Linked DNA regions of Mus musculus: region 2 is linked to region 1. The links are chromatin contacts, called in public Hi-C maps. All regions are on one chromosome and are shown on one strand. Each heading gives the region's core, a stretch centred on a gene start, on an enhancer-like site or on the middle of the called end of the contact. The rest is flanking DNA. Distances are from core to core; before and after follow the strand shown.

Region 1 (6,926 bases), core at 1,873-4,372:
GGAATATTGGTTAAAACCAATGTGGAACTGTGAGCAATGAATGGTCTGGTCATGACCCATGTATAGAAGAACCCTTTAAAAGGAGCTTTGAGCATCTCCTGTAGCTGATAATTGCATTCTCTGGCTTGCCCAAGGACCTAAGGTAATTCAGACAGAACTGTTTTAAATGCACACACCTGCCTCTCCCACCACCACACTCTATGCATTTAGTACAACAGAACCTCCTAAATGTATTTCCGACCATGCAGGCCCCCCTTTCTTCTCTCATTTTCCCAGACACATGAAACTCAAAGCCAACACAGACCTTGGAATTGGTCAAGGAATGCTGTCCCTCAGGATCCGCTCACAGAACTGACCCGTCCAGCAGGTCCAGTTATTCGAGGGTCTCGAGGGGACCTTCTCCTAAAAACCAAATGGGGGGATAGAGAGAGACGACAACCTTGTGTAAAGAACGACACACTGAAGCAGTCTGAGTAACATCGAGGTTCCAAGGTATTGAGCAAGGCCCAAGGCTTAAATGCACAAGCAAAAGAGGAAGTGCCTTTCAGCAGGAAGGATGGGGCAGTAGAATTGCACAAGCAAAAGGGGAAGTACAGGTACTTATCAGCGGGAGGGGTGGGGCAATAGAACTTCACATTCTTTATGCAGTTACAAGGGGAAACAGGAACTTGGCGTTATCAGGGTACATCTTGAGGTAAGGACATCCAGCGCTGACTTAGGGCTGGAACAATCTGTGGTTGTTCTCAGAGCGGTGCGTCGGTGGCCCGCTTTTGACCACCTTTTCTTCTCAGGGGTAGGGGGGAGGCCCAATTCAGAGATCAGGACAATAGTGTTGTCTTAATAGCTCCCAACACGGAACAAATGAGAAACTTTGTACACCTGATGGCGTGCTCTGTGTTCTGCCCTCCAGAAAGCAAGGCTCTCTTTTGCCAGCCATGCTGTGGTTCTGGTACCCAGGAAGTGAGATATGATTAGAATGTCTGAACTAGTCTGCCCAGTGCCCTGAGCTTCCAAAGTATAAACTCTATCTACAGATGAGCCTTTTTAGTTAAAAAAAAAATCAGAGGTATTTAAAGCCTTCCCCCAGCCCCACTGAATCCAGTTTACTCTGTTAGGCTGGGCAGAAAGCCTTGAAGAGCAAGCCAATTGTCCATTTTTTGGTGTCTAACCCCTACCTCAATGCCACTGATCTCTTAGTGACACTGGGTAGACAGTCTTATCTCCTTGTGTTTTTTTCAAACATCATGACTTCCTCCTATCCAGCCCTCATTTTCTTCAGCAGTGAGATGAGGATAACACTTATTTCATAGAGGTGTATGTGGAAGTCCTTTACATGTGAATGGACACCAGCTGAATAAACCTTATGTGGGCAAGGAGCAGCATTAAGGCAGATACCCTTTGGGCATTGTGGGAAGATCTAGATTTGATTTGTGAGTTGTTGCTATAGATCACTTGACCATTATAATGGTCACTTGACCATTTTGTCAGTCAAAGAAGATTCTATGCTCCACAAAATGGTACTGTAGGTTAAATTGAGTCCTCCATCACTCCACAGCTTCGCAAAACTAGATAGGATGCAATTCTAGCCTCCAGTAGCTCAGCATATGAATCTGGTCACTGTAATAGCTGTTAGCTAAGATGAGGTCATCCTGAATAGGGTGGGACCCTAATTCAATAGGACCAGTAACCTTATAGAGAGAATGCCATGTGAAGACAGAGACACACATGGAGAGCATCCTCTGGCAGACAGTAAAGTGAGATGCTATAGCCATGTTGGAAGTCAAGGAATGCCAAACATTTAGCTAAGAAGTCAGGCGGGAGTCCCTCACAGGCTTCGGAGGCAGGTTGTGGTGGTTAATGTTGACAGTCAACTTGGCAGGACCAAGAATCACCTAGGAGACAAATCTCTGGGTGTGTCTGTGAGGGAATTTGTAGTTGAATTCATTGCTGTTGGAAGACACACCCTGAATGTGAACACCATCGGAGTCTGTGAGCTGAGGTCCAGGGCTGGGTACCAGCACACACCTCCCTGCTTCCCAGCTGGGTAGATACAATGCAGCCTGCTGCCTCAAGTTCCAGCTGCCCTGTCTTCCCCACTGTGGTGGGCTCCATCTTCAAACTATGAATGAAAATAAATCCTGCCTATCCTAAGTTGCCTTTGTTCACCACAGCAGCTGAGGAAGGATGCCCTGGCCCCGCCTATTTCTTGATTTTCAGATTTGAATAGTATTGGTTCAATAGGGACTAACGGCTTTTGCGAACACTGTGGCAAAGCACACCTAAAAAGCTCAAAAGAATGTTCCATGCACCAGAGGCCTGTGGTAAATGTCCTTCTCACACAAAAGCTCCTTTCCCTACACGATGCAGTTGAGAGTAAAAAGTAAGTCTGTTTCTCCATCACGTTCTTCCTTAAAACCTGATCAAGGATTCCTTTTGAAAACCTCCCTCTGGGGCTACCCTGGATGAGACAAAGTCACTGGGAAACGAGACTGAGCAACCTGTCTACTCTGCCCCTAAGTGTTTCTCTTGATTTTTCAAGGCAGATCTCTGGAGCTCGCTGGCCAGCCTAGCCTAAGAGTGTGGGCTTAGGACCCATCAAAGAACGGTCCACAGCCCATCCTGGCACCCACCATCTTAGTAACCTTGAGCATCTTGCTTAAACATCCTATTCTACATCTGTCAGCGGGTCTACAGACTGAAGGTGATGATTCACTTAAAAATGGTTCCATAGAGCTGGACACACAGTAGGTGCTCCATTACTGTCAGTAACCACTCTACCCTCCAGCAGCTAGCTCTTTGCCCCCAGGGCTTCCATATCTCTTGCCTCTTCCCTCTAGGCCCTAGATCCCCCACATCTGAGTAGCGGGCCTGGCAATCGGGTTATGCTCTTCCTCGCTTATGAGGCCTAGGATGTTGCAGCTGTGTAAATGGAGTGGGAGAAGGCAAATATCTGGAGACACAGCCCCAGGAAGTAATAAATGATGTTGAGCAGCTGTTTGGAAGTGCTTTCTTAATCACATCTCAGAGTAGAAGTTAAGCTGCCCCAGCCTCCCTGATAGAGCAGAGCTCTCTCTGTAGCCAGATTGTTTGAGGCTCACCATCAATTTCAGTGGCTCTTTGGTCACATTTGCCAGCATAGTTTGACAGAGAGAAATAATACAGATGGCCTTGCATCTTCCTCTCCCACATTCCATGGAAAGTAGCCTGCTGCCCTATCACAATCCTAGCCTCCAGGGGCCTAGATAAAGGATCTTATACTCCTCTAGGAAAGGCTGCAAAAGTCCGTGAGAAGCCTCAGTTGGGACTTGAAACTTAGAGCAGTTGCCAGTCACCCTGCCCATCAGTACCTCCCTCACCAATCTTCTCTTCCTCTGCATCCCTGCCTCTCTCCTGTAATGTGATGCATCTCTGTCTCCTGCATCCTGGAGGTCTGAGTCCCTCCAGAATGAGGGCTGGTTTTAGGCTGTGTTTGCAGTCCCATTCAAGGCCCCCACAGAACTGCCTTGGGGTTTGACTGTGGTTGGCCAGGAAATGGATATGAGAGGCAAGAAGGGAGAGGAGAGAGGGAGGGAAGAAGAGAGAGAGAGAGGGAGAGAGAGAGAACATGATGAATATATTTGTGTTCATTTCTTTTTCATGAGACCCATTTTGAGTAGAACCAAATTGACATCCTGAGTTTTTAAAAGATGAAGCAACCTGCTGGAAGTCTGAGTTCCAGGTCTCGAGCTTACTCAACTCCCCTAGGCTAGAGTCTCATTTAGCTCCTTAACAGTTGGAATCACGTGTCATCGCACAAACCACATCACCCGTCCTCATTTCCCCTACCCATAGAAGGAGAAGGATGGAGTTAGATCAGAGGCGACGACAAATGAGATGCTTGTGTGTAAACTGTAACACTATCACATCTCACAGCTTTTGTGATTAGGAGCTTAGGGAGTTATGATATACTCTAACACTCAATGGGATCCATCCCAGCATGTAACAGACTCCAACTACGTGTGGAATCACTGTGTTGGCTGTGGGCACATGCAATGAATAAGATCCATCCCTGTCCTGGGAGGACATGACTCATAAGACACATGTACCTGGTGACCTTCCTTTGCAGAATTTATCCATCTATAACCTGGCCGCTGGAAAGACCTCCAGACTCATCTGTAGTCTTCTCCATATTAATTCCATTCATCTAGCCCAGTTAGTTTCTTTGCTGTGCCTCAAACGACCATGGTCCTGCTATAAGGATTTTGTCATTGCTAAGTTTGCTGCCTGAAGCAGAGGCAATCTCCAGATATTGAATGGCTCATATTTCAGTTACTTTTACTGGCACCTCCTCAGGGAGACTACTCTTTACCACACTGCAGAAACAACACAGCCACCATATCACACCTGACTCTGTACTCATTTAATGTCTCTTCGTTTTACTTACCCCCACATTCACACTTGATTGTCTTCCATATAGATATTTTCTCATTGATTGTCTTTTCCACTAGAATGCAACTTTTCAGAAGGCAGGGATCTGCCCTTCTTTGCCTGTAATTCTCAGAACAGTGCCTGGCCAAGTAGGCACAAAATAAGTCATTTGAGAAAAATTTCAGCGTTGCAACTGAGTTTTATAAAAATAAAAATAAACTTAAAAGAAAAATCAAACAACTCAACTTAAAACAGGAAAAGAAACCAAGGAGAAACCAAAGAGAAATTTCTCCAAAGAAGATAGAGACCCAAGTAGTCAGTAAGCACATGAAAGCAGATCAGTTTTACTGTAGGTAAGGTGCCAATAAAACACACCAGAGTGGATGTATTCAGAAAGGTAGGTAATAACAAGTGTTGGCGAGGATGTAGGGAAGTCAGCTGTTAGTGGGAATGTAACCTGATGCTGCCACTTTGGAACATCACCTGATACTTCCTTAAAAGGTTAAACATGGAGCTGCCATCTGTCTGTTGCTGAGATAAATTACTCTGACAAAAACAACTTTGGGGGAAAAGGTTTATTTTAACCTACCAGTTACAATCTATCAAGGAAGCCATGCCTGTTTGTTATTCCAATGAATTGCCTCTAACCAGGGAACTCAAGAACCAGCAAAGTATAGCAGAAACCATAGAGAAATGATGCTTGTTCACATTCATGCTCTGCTAGCTTTCTCATATAGCCTAGGACTACCTGGCCAAGGAATGGTGCCACCCACAGTGGGCTGGTACCCTGTATACTAACAATCAATACCATCCTCAACATGCCCATAGGTTGCTCTGATCTGAGCAATTCCTCAGTCTCTTCTCAAGTGACTCTAGACTGTGCCAAGTTGACAAAGCTAACTAAGATAACATCCAATCCAGCAATTCCACACCTACATTTATACCCAACAGAAGTGAAAACACACTTCCCATGCAAAACCCCATGTGCAAGACTTTAGCAGCCAGCAATAATAGCCAAGAAGGGAAACAAGTGAGGTTTGATATGTGGATGATCAAAATCTCACATATCCATCCACTGTAGTGCTAACTGGCAACATAGGGAGATGTGGGTAAAATTTAAAGACATGTTCAGTGAAAGAAGCCAGTCACAAAAGAACCCAGAATATATGATTTCATTTCCTTGAAAATTCTTGAATAGGCAAAACTGTAAGGACGGAGAACAGATCTGTGATTGCCCCAAGCAACAGGGTCTGGAAGAACCACGAGGAGTGCCTGCAGGTACCTATGATGTTTGTGGGCAAAGCAAACACTCTCAGATATATTGTGTAGTAATAGTCCCACTGTTCGGTGGATATGTTCAGTCCCACTGAGTGGTGTCCTTGAAACAGGTGGCTTGTAGGGCACGTGAATTATTTCTCCAATAAAATGGAGATTGTGTAAAATGAATGTCTTCCTCAAATACTGCTCTGCCACACAGCATACTAACTGGAGAGAGTCAGTCCCCATGTGAAGATCGGGCAAACCTTACGGCTATCATCTCCTCTGTGTGGAGGAGGGGGGTCCTCCTTGGCAAGCCCACGAAAGCAGAGCTCTGTTCTTCATGAGTGAAGGAAAACAAAACCAAACTCCCTAAGACACTCGTGAGGCGGAGGAGGAGATCAGATGCCCTGAACCTGAGTAATTTACTGTGTCTTGTTTCCAAAGACCATTTTCCCAGCATAAGTCACAGAGACAGATGACCAGGACCTGCTTCTGAAAACAAACTGAGGGGGTGGGGGTTGGGGGTTGACAGAGCAGGAGCTGCTGGGCTGGAGCCTGAGAACCAGGGCTTGCCCTGCTCACTGAGCTTGGGACTTACAGGGAGGGAGTTCCTCTTACCTGACTTTTTCCAGCAGGGCTCTTGGTCAAGAACTGGTTCCTGAGTTGGATATCTTTGTGTGTGTTGTCTTCCCTTTAAAATAACTTTTACTATTTGCTGGGTTTTTTTTGCTGTTGTTCTTTAATTTAATTTTATTTGTAATTCATTTTTTAAACTCCATATTCCATTCCCCACCCCTTCCCCATCTACCCTCTGACTGCTCCACGTCCCATGCCTCCGCCCCACCCCCTGTCTCCACATGGATGCCCCCACCCCCAATCCCACCTGATTTCTAAACTCCAGGGGTCTCTAGTCTCTTGAGGGTTAGGTGAATCATCTCTGAATGAACACAGACCCGGAAGTCCTTGCGTGTTGGGGGCCTCATATCAGCTGGTATATACTGTCTGTTTGGTGGTCCAGTGTTTGAAAGATATCAGGAGTCCAGGTTAATTAAGACTGCTGGTCCTCCTACAGAATTGCCCTTCTCCTCAGCTTCTTTCAGCCTTCCCTAATTCAACAACAGGGGACAGCTGCTTCTGTACATTGGTTGGATGCAAAATATCTGCATCTGACTCTTTCAGCTGCTTGTTGGGTCTTTCAGACGGCAGTCATGATAGATCCCTTTTTCGTGAGCGTGCCATAGCCTCAGTAATAGTGTCAG
Region 2 (6,926 bases), core at 1,413-3,912, 140 kb after region 1:
CCTCTTGTCTGGGTTTCTCCATCTCTCTACCCAGAAACCTCTGGCTTTGGGTCCATTTAGGAGTTGTCCTGTGCTCGATACTAGGCTTATCCCACTGCCCAGGCCTGGTGCTCTCAGGCCATTCTGAGAGAGTAAACCATCTGTTATAAAACAGCATTAGAATACCTGGAATAGAGGCAGCAAGGTTAAGTGTGGCTGTCTTTGCTAGGCAGGCAGAATATCCACTCAGAAAGGTGGAGAAGAAATGGGGTAGAACCAGAGTCTAAGGCTTGTGGAATTCAAGAACAAAAGTCAGAAATGATTTCCAAGGCCAAGGGAATAGCATCCTACAAATCCCTCCTAGGGTGTAGTGCTGGAGACTCCGCCTACTTTAGCTACTATGAAATAGGCTTGCCCTGAGACTGCCAAGCTGGGAAGCACAGCGATTGCCTGCTGAGTGTTCTAAAAAGAAAAGACACCAGGTGGGGCCCAGCAAAGGAAGTGCAGAGAGAGCCTAGTCATTCCTTCTAAGGAGAATTACCATCTCATCTCAGACGCATGCACTCCAGGTTAAGAGTCATGTATAAAACAGCCTTATTGTATTCACCGTGAGACAGGTGAGCACTTGTACCACAATGCAATATAGCTTATTTTTAGATAGTACCCTTCATAGAGATGATCCCAAAACCTTGATACTAAGAGACAGAATGGAAAGATACTTCAAAGAGCTAAGTTGGGCTCAGCTCTTTTTGTTGGAGGGCTGTGATGTAAGAGGCTGGAATGGGGACCTGGAAGACAAGGGAAGCAGAAGCCAGGGTTAAAGACAACAGTTAGTGGTGATGCAGTGGGGGGGGTGGGGGGGGAGTGGTGACAACAGAGGGCTATCAGGAGAGTGCCGGGAGAGGCAAAGCAGGCAGCCAGGAGCCCCAGATACTATCTTTTCTACTGATAATAAGAAACAGATGGCAGTTTCCTTTCTGAAGCTCCTGGCAGCCAGGGCGCTCCATCTGAATCAGAGGAGGCCAGAGAAGCCAGCAGCACCCCGTGCCAGCCCCCAGCCGCATGCCACACACCTTCTCTTCCAACCCCAGAGGTGCTTAAGCTGCAATGAACCATCGCAGGGGAAGTGGGTGATGGGTACACAGGGGAGTTCACTACCAATCAACCGGTGTGATCAGCCGAGCGGAGGGGAGAAGAGAAGAGACACCCATGACAGGGTGCTGGGAAGCGACTCACCCAGGCTTTTGGTACTGTCTCTTCAGCATCCTGTCCCGTGCTGTGCAGTGGGAACGGCCAGTACATGAAGGGCAGGTGCCTGTGCCACAGTGGCTGGAAGGGTGCCGAATGTGACGTGCCTACCAACCAGTGTATTGACGTGGCCTGCAGCAGTCATGGCACCTGCATCATGGGCACCTGCATCTGCAACCCCGGCTACAAGGGCGAGAGCTGCGAGGAAGGTGAGATTCAGCCAGCCTGCCTCTAAGGTAGAGGCCAACCTGCTCTGTGGAATGGCTTTCAAAGACTCCTGCTTTGAAATCTGACAGAGCTCTGAGTCCTAGCTCCATCTCCTCCATAAAGCCAGGCTACCTTCCCCAGGGGGCCACTGTGAGGGCTGAACGAAATAGCCCATATCAAGCACTTAGTTCGGTGGCTGACACCTAGTAAATGCTCCATAACTGTGGCTCTTATATCAGTAGCGTTATTCGGGGACAGCCAGGCTTCGGCCTCCTTCACCCAGGGTTTGGAAATGGATGGGCTTTACCGTTTGCAGCCGATGGGCAATGGATACACTTGCTACCACCTCCTATTTCCTACCAGCCAGCACCGAGGCTCCTTCCCCAGTGGGGCAGAGAGGTTCCGAGGAAGGCTAGTCTTCTAAACCCACTTAGTATGTGACAGAGAGCCTGCATTTACAGCACCATTTTCTCTTAAAAGAGAGAATGTTAACAGACCTAAAGTAAGAAGCCAGGCGGGATCAATGTCTGAAAGGCATTTCCTGTCTCTGTTACTTATAGCCCTTCAGTGAGCCACTGAGTACTGGTGCAGACCTTAGCTTTGGAGGTGCCGGTAGCTGTTGAAGGAAGATGGCAGCCTGCAGGACATGAGGATCTTCCTTAATTCCCTTTCCTTAAATCACGTGAGGTGAAGACCCTGCGCAGAAGGGTCTAGTAGGAGAGATTCCTATTAGAACAGTGGGATGTTTCACCTGAGCATGTCCATGTGGCATTCTCCAGACAGAAGGACACTGGACAGTGGCCCACGGCTGTGGGATATTTTTTTTCAAAGAGAAAGAAGTAACGTTTAGAGCTCTGATTTACGTTATCCATTTGAAATGAAGTGTTCCTCCTCCTGTTCTCCTTTCTGAAGAGGGCCATCTGGGACTGATCTCTTTTATTATTTCTCGTTCTCTGCTAAAACGTGTTTGTACAGTCTCATGTTTATAATAATGTTTTGGGGGCCTCCTTCCTCCCTCCTCCTCCCCCTCCTCCCTGGGCTCCACGGCTAACGGGTTTCCCGTTTATAAAACATCAGCTAACAAGCTTACTTTTTTTCTCTCTCTCTTCCTTCTGAAGTTTATAGCTCCATATTTTTTTTAAAGCCTGAGAGAAGGCAAAGGCAGGAGGCTTGAAGGGGGACCAGGGGAGGGGCAGGAGAGTGCAGACTCAGATCTTTTGGAGTGAAAAGTGAGACTACGCTGCCTTCCCAGTCCTGAAGGGCATCTAGTGGCTTGTGTGGTCACTGAAGCATGGAGCATTTGGGGGTTGGGGTAGTAGGGAGCCTGTGTTTGCAGCCTGGCCGTGTGGGCACCGTCCTCCATTAATGAGCTAAGCTTCTGCAAGGAATTTTGGCTCTGTGAAAGAGAAAAGGGGGACTGTCTGGTATGCCTTCTAGAAAGAATCTAAACCAAGTTAGCCCACCTCCCAAGCACCTACTCCCTCGCAGGCCTGCTGGTACCTCCTGCATTACACATAGCTCCCAGGAGATAACCCATGTTCATGAGGCTGTCTCGGTGTGAGGGAAGAAGAGAGTTTTATCCTTGGAACTATCCTGTCACCCACAGGCCCAGGAGGAGGCAGACCCAGGCCACTCAAAGCCTCCTTGGCAGAAGGCTACTGTAGCACAGGTAACAGCCCTCAGTTGAGGATCAGAGCTCAGGGCCAATGGCATTCATCAAGTCTAGCCCGGGTGCCAGGAGCTCCTTGTCCCTGTCACACGGAACTCTGTGAGCTTCCCTATGCTTCTCAGGTCACCTGGAAGCATGGAGACCAGATTCTTAAAGAGAAGGCCTCTCATTAGCTCATCTTAGTCTTTATTCTCCTGAGACTATGGGGTTCCCTTTGCTGGTTCCCCGGTCCCTCTGTGTATGAAAGGACAGGTCTGCAATGACAAGTACACTTCACCAAAACTGATACCCTCCCAGGCTGCACTCAAGCATTGGATGTGTACAGGATCCACCCTGAGGGCACCCTGGGCTCCTCGGAAGCAGGGTCAGCCCAAAGCTGGGGCCAGGCATTCACAGGATGGGAAATGCTTTCCTAGGTCTCTTCGTAGGATTTGCCAAGTTGTTTGCTGTCAAGTTGGAAAGCTCTCTGAACCAAGGGAATTGCCACAGTAGTCTAATGGGCTGGAATAATCCTTCTGCGGTTCCGGGATCTGAGGCCCGTCATGAGAATTTATCACTGCTGTTGTCTTTATTATTTTTAATTACCTGAATTTCAGCAGGTCATGCTTTAGCCGTTGTTAAATGGTGTCTGGAGACCATAAGAGAAGAGTCATTTGCCTTCGTTGGGCCTTATTAATCCCCCACACTGTCCTGTTTCCTTCCCTGTTTTGATTTGGCTTCTATTTTTAAACCACTTCATGTGTTTATGTGAGCATATATGCGCAAATGTATTTTTGAACCAGTCAGATTATAAGAGAAAATAGCAAGCAATCTAGACAGGAGAGAGAGGATGAAATGTAAATTCCTTCTGTGCTGCCTTGGAAAAATTATTTAATGAAAATAATAGATTAAATAGAGCTACATAAAAGGCTTAATAGCCAAGAGTAGCACAGACAAGCTTCTAAATGAGTGACAACTTTTGCTACTGTCATTACTGTGATTTTAGAAGCTAGTTACTCTTGGTCCCTTGGCCTTCTCACTTACCACTGAGATTGCCAAGTAAAATTCCTTTTAAAAATGAGGTGGCAAAAGAGCTGGCTCCACAGTCTGGTCCTCAAAACAAATATCCCAGAATGCTCTCTTTCATAAAGTCTCGGCCCCTTTGTGCCTGTGACTCTTTTATACCCAGACCAGGTTTCCAGGTCTGGGTATAAAAGTCAAATATTCTGGATTATAAATGAAATTAGTTAATACATTTGAATGTTTGAATTATAGACAAACACATAGTTTGCATAAGCCTCACTACTCAAAGTCCTGAGAGGATGTAAAAATAACCCTCTTTGATGCTATAGTTCATATAGTCTCTTCTGACCCTCACTGTCACTGCTGGCTCCTTGTAGCAGTCAGAATGGTAGGGATTCTTGACGGTGTCTGTTTCATAGTTAGAAAGCTCAGAGCTTCTATTTAATGAAGAATTCTATCTTAATACAATAAAGCAGAAAACAGTAGAGGAAGGCACCCAGCATCTTGCCAGCATCTTGCTCTTAGTCGACTTGTATATACATACAACACACACAGAGAGAGATGTGCTCACTCACACACATGTGCACAATTGGGTGCATACACACATACGCATTAGAGGAAAATCCTTTCTGATCGATTTTATCTGTGTGTCCTTCTGAACCCTAGTTCCCCCATCTGAGACTCCTCCTCCCTCGTTGCAGTTTTTGCAAACATGGTAGGCTCTGGGTGCCATGCTGATGCTTGTTGGACATTAATACTCAGTTTACCTCACAAGCCAAAGGGCAGGGACTTGTAGCCACATTTTTCAGGTGACGAAACAGTCTTGGAGAACTGGGAACTCAGGTCCACCATTCACTGAAATCCTACTCTTTACTGAACCTGTTACCTCCCCTAGTGGACAGATTAACAGTGTTGTCCTTCCCAAGAGTCTCACACTGCTGTCCCAATACTCACTGTACCATCTTCCTTCCCTGTCACAGTGGACTGCATGGACCCCACATGTTCCAGCAGGGGTGTCTGTGTCAGAGGCGAGTGCCACTGCTCTGTGGGATGGGGAGGCACCAACTGCGAGACACCCAGGGCCACATGCTTGGACCAGTGCTCAGGCCACGGAACCTTCCTCCCAGACACAGGACTTTGCAACTGTGACCCAAGCTGGACTGGACACGACTGTTCCATTGGTAAATACCGGGGAAAGGGTTGGCGAGGGTGGAGGGTGGGTTCGACTGTTACAATTTAACCTTTCAGCACTGGTGGGGGTGTGGCCCTAACTGCAAACTCCTCCTGCTGTGGACTCATTTCCTCTTCCTTGCCCTTACATTCTAATCTTTGATGCCTTTCCTCTTGGTGAGCAGATAATTTAAAAACTTACACCCTCCCCTTGTTCAGCCTTGGGATTCTAAACTGTGTTGTACTGGGCATTTCTGCATAGCTCTAACCAGAATGATGAGAGAATGAATTCAAGGAGGAAAGATTCGTGTCGGATCACAGTTTTTCAGAAAGTTCTTTCCAGGATTGCTTAGGGCATGCCATCTTTTGTAGAGCAAGAGCCAGGAGGGAGGAGGCGGGGATACTCACAGGGTGTGTCCACAGTGGCAGTGTTGATTACTTGCCTGGTTGTTGTGACAAAATACATAGTCAGGGAGCCTGAAGAAGAAGTGAGGACAGGCTATAAACCCCCAGGCCCACCCACAATGACACACTACTTCCATTAAGGCTCTACCTCTTAGAGGCCCCACAACCTGCTCAAATAGCACAACTAGCTAGGGGCACAGGATGCTAACACCTGTGCCTTTGGCAGACACATTCAAACCATAGCAGTGACCTGCTGCCTCCAGCTGTGTTCCAGCTCTCCAGGCTTCCAGAACATCCCAAAGTATCATCACCAGATAAGGGCAAAGCGTGTAGCATAAGAGCCTGTGAGGAACATTCAATGTGAAATGATAGCAAGTGTCGTTTATCAACACTGACAGTAGCGCCTATGATTCCAGATGTGTTTTACTGAGACTTATCTAGTGCAAGGCCACAAGGGGGCCTGAGAGAGCTACAAGAATAGGGGTCATGGGGAAGCACCTGCCCTGCCAGGCTGTCCTTTTAGCTCTGTCCTTTCCTCAGAATGAAAGATGAGCTCAGTATGGATTTTAAGGTCCTCTGAAATCTGCCCCCCAATTCTTTTCTGGCTTAGTGCTTATACTGGACAGCAATTACCATGGTTATGCTGTAGCAAGTGTGTCTGTTAGTGGATACAATCCCAGGACTCAACATAGGCCTGGCCTACTACACCTGCTTGGTAAAGACAGATGGACAGAAGGATAGATAATGAATGGACAGACAGGCAGATGGATGGATGGATAGATAATGAATGGACAGACAGACGGATGAATGGATAGATGGATGGGCAGGCAGACAGCCACATGATAGGGCATCCGGTTCTACAAAGAATAATACATTACCAACCTTCTCTCTATAAGCACCGCCCTGTTTAGACCCGCAAAAGAGGATTAAATGAGAACACACTTGGACTACCTTGTACAGTATTGTTACCAGTAGGCTTTATACACATCTAACAAGTCATTTACTCAATACAAACCCCTTGAAAGAAACTAATCAGCATCCCCCTTTCCAATTCACACCACACTTTAGCACACCTACTGTGTAATGGGTACGATTTTTAGCTAGATATGACAGAGAGATAGGAAAGTGCCCGCTTGGCAGTGCACGAATTCTGCGAAGTGGAGAAAGGAGACTTACCTCAAATCACTGTCCAACCAACCGCTCCACACTGCAAAGCTCAAACCAGCTCATTATGGTATAGATTAAC

The links. A called contact is a pair of places that touch in the nucleus more often than the background predicts.
Region 2: a Hi-C map of the N1E-115 cell line shows a contact between it and region 1, with 3 times the contacts expected there. The contact joins two enhancer-like sites. A contact is called at or near these places in 3 of 39 promoter capture datasets (the HPC-7 cell line, embryonic stem cells and stem cell-derived epiblast-like cells), 5 of 484 Hi-C or Micro-C datasets (the N1E-115 cell line, Sertoli cells and uterus) and 2 of 9 other capture datasets (adipose tissue and pancreatic islet).

What each region holds. Positions count from the first base shown.
Region 1 is chr7:96,630,084-96,637,009 of GRCm38.p6, forward strand. All of the region lies in intron 6 of Tenm4 (teneurin transmembrane protein 4), which reads left to right. Among named protein-coding and RNA genes, the nearest start is that of Gm15413, 170 kb to the right of the region's middle. Within about 2 kb of position 3,123, at least 6 of the 459 cell types and tissues checked have an H3K27ac peak or open chromatin away from gene starts, as enhancers often do. A contact at or near this core is called in the N1E-115 cell line, where this site is marked.
Region 2 is chr7:96,772,734-96,779,659 of GRCm38.p6, forward strand. Tenm4 (teneurin transmembrane protein 4) reads left to right here. Exons shown (of 33, transcript NM_001310762.1): 15 at 1,242-1,436; 16 at 5,086-5,286. Among named protein-coding and RNA genes, the nearest start is that of Gm15413, 25 kb to the right of the region's middle. Within about 2 kb of position 2,663, at least 23 of the 459 cell types and tissues checked have an H3K27ac peak or open chromatin away from gene starts, as enhancers often do. A contact at or near this core is called in the N1E-115 cell line, where this site is marked.